2 separate regions of the Mus musculus genome follow, and region 1 is linked to region 2. The links are chromatin contacts, called in public HiChIP or PLAC-seq maps. All regions are on one chromosome and are shown on one strand. The core of a region is the stretch at or near the end of the contact, and the rest is flanking DNA. Distances in the headings are between cores, read along the strand shown. Region 1 overlaps Ptprg (protein tyrosine phosphatase, receptor type, G). Region 2 has its middle 100 kb from the start of Gm25466.

The links. HiChIP or PLAC-seq counts read pairs in DNA pulled down with a chosen protein or histone mark.
Region 1: a contact with region 2 is called in an H3K27ac HiChIP or PLAC-seq map of embryonic stem cells, with 3 times the contacts expected there. The contact joins two enhancer-like sites. A contact is called at or near these places in 1 of 484 Hi-C or Micro-C datasets (olfactory sensory neurons), 2 of 115 datasets of contacts at active chromatin or transcription factors (both in embryonic stem cells) and 1 of 9 other capture datasets (embryonic stem cells).

What each region holds. Positions count from the first base shown.
Region 1 is chr14:12,111,699-12,115,504 of GRCm38.p6, reverse strand. All of the region lies in intron 7 of Ptprg (protein tyrosine phosphatase, receptor type, G), which reads right to left. Among named protein-coding and RNA genes, the nearest start is that of 3830406C13Rik, 170 kb to the left of the region's middle. Within about 2 kb of position 1,769, at least 27 of the 459 cell types and tissues checked have an H3K27ac peak or open chromatin away from gene starts, as enhancers often do. A contact at or near this core is called in embryonic stem cells, where this site is marked.
Region 2 is chr14:11,436,105-11,440,085 of GRCm38.p6, reverse strand. No RefSeq gene overlaps it. Among named protein-coding and RNA genes, the nearest start is that of Gm25466, 100 kb to the right of the region's middle. Within about 2 kb of position 1,270, at least 3 of the 459 cell types and tissues checked have an H3K27ac peak or open chromatin away from gene starts, as enhancers often do. A contact at or near this core is called in embryonic stem cells, where this site is marked.

The DNA of each region.
Region 1 (3,806 bases), core at 520-3,019, 670 kb before region 2:
CCCAGCTTTAACTGCAAAGTCATGCTTAGTTACTGTGACAGACAGACAGACAGACGTCGTTAGTTATGTGACAGACTTGCCAAAGAAGGGCAATGCAGATAAACCTTCCCTTTCCAACCTGTCTCACTGATTAAAATAATAATAATAATAATAATAATAATAATAATAAAACCAAATGTTCAAAGCAGACTAATTAAGACATTTAGATTTATTGCATAAATCGGTATATTGCTGCATAGTGGAGAGCATACACCCAAAAATTATACTCATGGTAAAGGGCTGGAGGGATGGCTCAGTGGTTAAGAGCACTCATCACCCTTACAGAGGTCCTGAGTTCAATTCCGAGCACACCCAGTGTCTCATTCTAGTCTGTAACTCCAGTTCGAGGAGATTCATTGCCATCTTCTGGTTTTCCCAGGTACTAGGAATCCTGTTCGTCTAGTACAGAGACATATGTGTAGGCAAAATACCCACACATATAAAATTTAACTATTAAGACAAGATCATGCTGGAGAAAAACCATAGGTAATGCCGCATTTTAATGGATAGGAGGATCCACTCCAGTGGTGACAATGGGCAAAGAAGCAGCGTTTGTAAAATTCTCCTGCAGGATGAACTGAATCCACATTAGAATAATGCCTTCTGGACTCAGCTCCAGAGAAAGTGCTGAACAAGATATACATATGTATGGACGCTTAAGGAAAGACTGCAGACACCTGACTCCAGGCACTACTTCCATTCCTTGGTACTGCCAGACCCAGGCTGCAATTCTGTATGGATGATAAGGAGATGGCAGCATTTTATTTCCCATTTTCTCTCCTCTTATCCCCTGATGTGTGTGTGTGTGTGTGTGTGTGTGTGTGTGTGCGTGTGTGCATACCCACTCACTGGGGAATCTGAGGCTGATGTCAGGCATTGATCATTCTCTATCTCTTTGCATCATACTCACCAGGACAATCTCCCTCAGTCAAACCCCAAGTATAGCTAGTTTTGAGGACCAGCTTGCCTGAGGACGGCCTGTTCCAGCCTTACATGGTTGCTAATTACAAGCGGGCCACTGCACTCACTCAGTATTTTTGTTTCCAGAGATGCAAACTTTGATTCTCATGCTTGTGCAGCGAGTGTTTTTACTGTTGAATCACATTTCTTCCCAGGCCCATGGCTTTGCCTAGTATTTACGATGGATGTCGACTGGAGTCTCATAACCTATACTGACTACTGGTCAGCCCAGGTGTCTAGACTCCACCCAAACTGAACACATTTGAATCTACATTATCATACAAGAGAGAGGCCAAGGTCACTGGCTAAGAGCTGGTTAGAATGCCAGTGTAGGTTCACAGGGAAGAGTAAAAGAGGCAAGTTAAGAACCTGCTTGTGTGCCCTGAAAGCCTTTAAGGAAATCCATCTCCCCAGCTCCGACGACTGGGTTGATCGGCACAACTTACAGAGACCTCACTTGCTCACTGCTTGCCCTTACTGATGAGAGAAAAGATAAGAGAGGGAGGCTTCTGAGAAACAGCGGACCAGGACCTGAAATACTGGGCTGTTTTTTTTCTGACAGAGGCAGTTGTGGAATTCCTAACCACTCAGCTTTTCCAAATTGGCCCTTGTGCCCCTGAAATCAGTGCTCTCTGCTAGCTTCAGAAAGAACACTGGAATCTGAAGTTTTGAAGCATTAATACATAGATGGACACTTTTCTCCTGGGGTGTGGTGTCTGTGTGTGGCGGGGTGTGTGTGTGATGCAACTGCGGCCTCTGTACGATGGCTAGCAAGGAGCCAGTGAAGCCACAGAAACAGGAACCTGTCCCTTCCCTGGGAATAAACAGCAATGTAGGGTGCAGGGTCTGATAAAAGTGCAGCCCTCTGCAGGCAGCTTGTAATGAATTAGAAAGCAAGTCGGGGTTCTTTTTCTCTGTTTGGTCCCTTCCAGGGAAGGCAAACACCTGCATTCTTCTCCTTGTGTCCTTGCTCTAGAGCGCTGACAAGCACAAAGGCATGACAAAGCACTTTCTAAAAGCTCCAGTTTCCAAATGTCAAAATGCTTGGAATCCACAAACACTTCTGCAGACATCCACTCCTCGAAAGTGTGTGTTTTATTGGAGTCTATTAGATAGCTGTAGCTGCCAAAACAACACAGTATGTTGATGGCCTTCAAATCCCTGAGCTCGCCAACGTCCACCCCTCACTACAAGAAGAAGAAGAAAAAAAAAAGTGGGCAAATCTTAATTTCAATAGCTCAAGCATTTAAATATTTGAAGACAGAAGCATTTATCTTAAGTAAAAAAAAAGAACCCTTTTGAAAATCAACTACACTTTTTCCTCAACCCTACAGAAATAAATATTTGGACTAATTTCTTTAAAAACAAAACAATGTTGGCTTCGCCATTAGGAAGAAAATTCGTCTCTATTTCATTTTCTCCTCACAGCTGGCAGATCCTGTTCAGGAACCAAATTGCTAGCCCTACCTTTTCTGTCAGAGTGTGAATTAAAAAGAAAAACATGCTCAAAGGAAAATGACTGCTCTCAGCAGAAAAATTCAGAATAGCCTGGCACCATGCCACCTAGCTTTGCCCAGAGGATAAAGGGCTGCCCTGCCTGGTCTCCTTCTACAGTTCCTGCTCCATGTAACCCGAGAAAGGTCAACACTGGATGTCTTTGGGCACTACTCAGCATCTCCTCTGATTTGTTTAAGGATGGGCATGTGACACAAGGCCAGACTTTGGTTGGCTGAGTTCTCAGAAACATCTTCAGGAATCCTTTCTTGATAGAAGAACTGGCTTTAGCCAGCTATTGACAGCTCTTGACCTCAAGGGTCAACTAGGACTAGTGCGATCATAGTGGACCATGGAACCAGACCAAACAAGCAGGGAGCTGAGCTCTGCCAGAGTACAAGGTCAGTTCCAAAGCCATGTAAGAAGCTTTCTGATTGGAGAGACCTCTGGATGCAAGACAGATGAAACACCAGGCTTCACTGTCTAGTTAGAAGTCAGTCCAGTGCAGGAAGGCTCACACAGCCTCACCTTGAAACACCCTGACTATTGCTTCTCCAGGTACACTGTCTGCTTGGATGTACTGAAGTGGTCATCTCTGTTTGCTGTAGCCACGACAATGTCCAAGCAGAGCATCATCTGACTGACTACTCCCTATTCTCTACCCTCTGCCTTGCTTAGGAGAATCTCTGGACCATCCCCCAAGATCAAAGCTTTATTACCTATGTTCTTAGTTAAGTACTGGTATTGTTACTCTATTCTAGAACTCCCCCCCCCCCACTGTTTCCTAAAGCTGTAAGTTTGGCTGGGTAGGGAAGGGGCCATATAAACAGAAGAGCCTTACAGGAATCCCTCACTTCAGATAGTGCTGGTTAGTGGCTCCTTCCTAGTATCTTTCTATCTTATCCATTGCTCTTGGCCCTACACATAAGGCCTCTTACTATTTTTTCCCAGTGCAAGCCGAGGTCTTTTTTAAGATTACATTTACTTGTTTACTCTGAAGGGCTGTGCATGTGGAGGCAGTGGCCAGTGTGTGGGAGTTGCTTCTCTCCTTTCATCACATGGACCCTGGGGACTGAACTCATGTCATTAGGTGTAGCTGCAATCGGCTTTCCCACTAACTCCTTTACAGTCTGTAGGCTGAACTCTTGATAAAGAACGTGTACTTTCCAAAACGTGCTCCTTTATTCTGTCACTGCTCAGGGGGCAGCTGAAGGGCCCTCAGGCCACAAGTGGCTGACTCCTCAGCCAGGGTACCAATACCACTCCAGTTTTACCAGTTTCTTCCTGTGATTAACTGCTTGGCCTGAATCCTA
Region 2 (3,981 bases), core at 21-2,520:
GTGTGCAGGTGTATATGTGCTCCTGTGTGCAGGTGTATATGTGTTCCTGTGTGCAGGTGTATATGTGCTCCTGTGTGCAGGTGTTTATGTGCTCCTGTGTGCAGGTGTTTATGTGCTCCTGTGTGCAGGTGTTTATGTGCTCCTGTGTGCAGGTGTATATGTGTTCCTGTGTGCAGGTGTTTATGTGCTCCTGTGTGCAGGTGTTTATGTGCTCCTGTGTGCAGGTACATCCACCAGCACATGTAGAGGTCAGAGGCTGAGGCCAAGATATCTTGCTTAATTCTTCTCCATCTTACTTTTGAGTAAGGGTCTTTCTTACTCCGGAACTTCATTGTTTTGGCTAGAATGTCTGGCCAGTGAATCCTTTAGATCTTCCTGTCTCTGTTCCTCAGTGCAAGAAGTAGGGATGTACCTAACCATGACAGGCTTTTATGCAGATGCTAACGGTCAGAACCCAGGTCCTCATGCTCGTATGAGTGTTTTATGTTGAGCCATCTCCCCAGCTCCAGTTTTTTGTTGATGTCATAGTTGTTGTTTTTTTTCTGTTCCATATGTGTGTGAGTGAGAGAGAGACTATGTGAATGCATGTTGAAGTCAGAGGTCAACTTCAGTAACATTTCTACAAGAGTTGTCCATCTTATTTTTTGGGACAGGGTCTCTCACTGGCCTGGAACTCACTAATTAGGTTAGACTGGCTGACCAGGGGTCTTCCTGTCTAAACCTCTCCAATTCCAGGATGTCACTCTGAGCAGAAAGCAGCTATCATCTCTGCAGCCATCTCAGGCTACTTACTTACAGGTTGGTACTTTCCCACCCTGACGAGAGACTTGTTTTCTTAGCATGATGTTTTTGCAAGCAGCCCGCTACAGTTGAACACACTCTGATAACAACCTGTTCTCAGACACATCCTGGACTTGTGGTTTAGTGTCCCCAGCTCCAAGGCACTTGTGATTAAGTGTCTCCAGCTGCACTCCCCAGCTTGTGCTTATATACCCATAGTTGCCTTTCAGTAAATGAGACTTGAGACTTGACACTTGATCAGATAGCCTGTCTTGTCACCATTCTTTGAGTCTCTTTTCCCCTCCATCCCGTCTCTCCCTTGCAGACCCCATTGACTGACCAGCAGACTGGGACACTAGGACTACAAGAACTTGTCTCTGTGCCAGCTTTCTATGTGTTTTCTGGGGATCTAAGTTGGAGCCTCATTCTTTCTCAGTTAGTGGTTTGAATGAAAATGCCCACAAAACAATGGCCTCCTTTTCTTGAACTTTTTTTTGTCCCAACAGGGCAGTGCTATCTTTAGAAACTGTGGGAAGGATGTGGTTCATTGGTGGTAGTTGGGCAATGACACCAAGACTACCTCAGTTGGACTTCTGGCTTTCTGTAGCTGGAGCATTCTGTCAGCAAGCACTTTGCCAACAGAGCCATCTCCCTCCTCCTCCATTTTGTTTGTAATCGAAAATATCAACTGATAGTAATTGTAGGTATTTAGGGGACAGGATATGGTACTTTGAAACATATGTATTATATAGCATATCCATTGCCTCATATGCTTGTTTGTGAGGAGAAAATTCAAAGTCTCCTATTTATAAATACTCATTATGACATTGTCAAGCATAACTACCCAGCTATGCAACAGAACACCAGCCATCTCCTTTCTGTGTAGAGTGTCCGTGCTGGCCAGACTCTGCCTATCCACAACCTGGAGTTGATTCCCCCTGATCCCCGGGGGTCCCAGCCTCTGACAATTATTTTTTCTCTATCTACCCTTCTGGATCTTGCTTCTAGTTTCTGAGTTTTGACTTCCTTCTTTGCCTTCCCTCCCTACCCCTTTTACCTTTTCTAAGATTCAGATCCAGGCGAGTTGCATTGTTTGAACCTAGATTCGTGGAATCAGGTGGGAAAGTTTGCTCACCCCGACTTTTACAGAAAAGGAGATTGGACACAGAAAAGCAAATCATTTGTCCAGAGTGCAGGTTTGCTTGGGGAGCACTGCTTTATAGGACTCCCCCACCCAGCATACAATACATCTGCTCCCTACTCCAGGAGTATGCTTTGCTACACAGCCTGTCTGACTTGCTTTTGTATCCCAGGAGCCTGCTAAAAAGCTGGATTTGAAACATACTAAGCACTTTCCCACCATTCCTCTTGAAGGTGGTTTGAAAGTGATCATAAAAGGACTGGGGGTGGGACAGACACTTGGTTATGTCTTTCCAGGATGGCCAGTCAGCAATGTTGATATTCAGGAAAATGTTCTTATCACTGAACAACAGCAATTTTACTTCTAGGAGTCTGTCCTTGTGTGCTTTCTTTAGCTGAGATCAACACCTTGACCAAAAAACAACTTAGGGAGGAAAGGGTTTATTTGGCTTACACTTCCACACCACAGTTCATCACTGAGGGAAGTCAGGGCAGAGGTAGGAACCATGGAGGAAAGCTGATTATTGGCTTGCTTCCAGGCACACACTCAGCTATCTTTTTTATATTTCAATAAAAAAAAAATCAAGAAACTGTCACAAACATGCCTAAGGACAATGTAATAAGGAAGTTTCCTCACTTGAGATTCCTTTCTCTCAGGTGACACTGGTTTGTGCCAAGTTGACAAAAACTAACTAGCTCAGACTTTCTCTTCAGGAAATAGTCATATAAGTGTATGTGGGAATGTGTATATAGCTATGTTACTGCATCATTGTTTAGAATGTACAGTCTGGAGACATCCAAATGTCCAGTGACATTCCGGCTAGTTCACCACAGTTGCTTCTTAAACTTTTGGCTAAGATCAACTCAAGAACTAGTTAGATTTCAATATGTTAAAATCTATCTATCTATCTATCTATCTATCTATCTATCTATCTATCTATCTAGCCTTATATCATCTATCTCTCTAGGTATTTATGTAATCTATGTATCTATGTACCTATATATCTACCTATTTATCTATATATCCACCTATCCACCTTTCATCTATCTATTATCTATCTATTCATCCACCCATTACCATCTATATATCTAATACCTATCCTATCTATCTATCTATCTATCTATCTATCATCTGTCATGTATGTGGCACGGAGTGGAGCCAGAGGACAACTGTGGGAGGTAGTCTGCTTTTTCCACTACGTGAGTTCCAGGGGTGAAACATAGGTTAATAGTTATGGGGTCAAGGACCTTTATTCATGGATCTATCTTAACGACTCAGAGCGCAATAAATGTCTATGATGGCACAGTTTGCAACAGTGAAAAATAGAACATACTAAATGCTCAAGTGATCACCATTAGGAAAATTCCATTCAGGAGGGTATTATATATACTTCCAGCATGTTTTTGATTTTATTATCAAGCTCTGTGTTCACTGTATAATTGTGCGTGTATGAATACGTGTGTGTATGTTTGTGTGTGTGTGTTCTGCTATGAAGCTCTATCTCCAGTCTCTTATCCTTCCTTTCATTCTTTATACTTCTTGGTATTTTTAAAATATTAAGTAATTAGCTGAGAAAAGAATTTAAATGTTTTTAATTTTTAGTGACATGCAAGAGTGACAACTATTATGTTTAAGTAAACAGCTTGTAATGAATATTGAGAACAGTATCACTGTGTACTTTTAATCCAGTCTCTATTTAGGTAGGAGTGAGACTGGAGAGATGGCTCAGTGGTTAAGAGCACTTGTGTGGCTTCTAGACAAGGCTTGGGTTCCCATACCTACAGCAGCTAACAACTATTTATAACTCCAGTTCCAGAGGATCTAATTCCATCTACGGGCCTCTGAGGTAAGTGCACACACATGTTGCATCGACATATATCCAGGCAAACTGTCCAAATACATAAAATAAACAAAAATCTTTGAGAAGCAAGATATGATAAAAATATGTTGTAAACAGATTTAAAGAGAAATAAAAAAGAAACCCGATACCTTTATACACGTTCAGTGGTGAATTCTACTTCTAAATGAACCAGTCTCATGCCCATGTTAAAATACTTTTG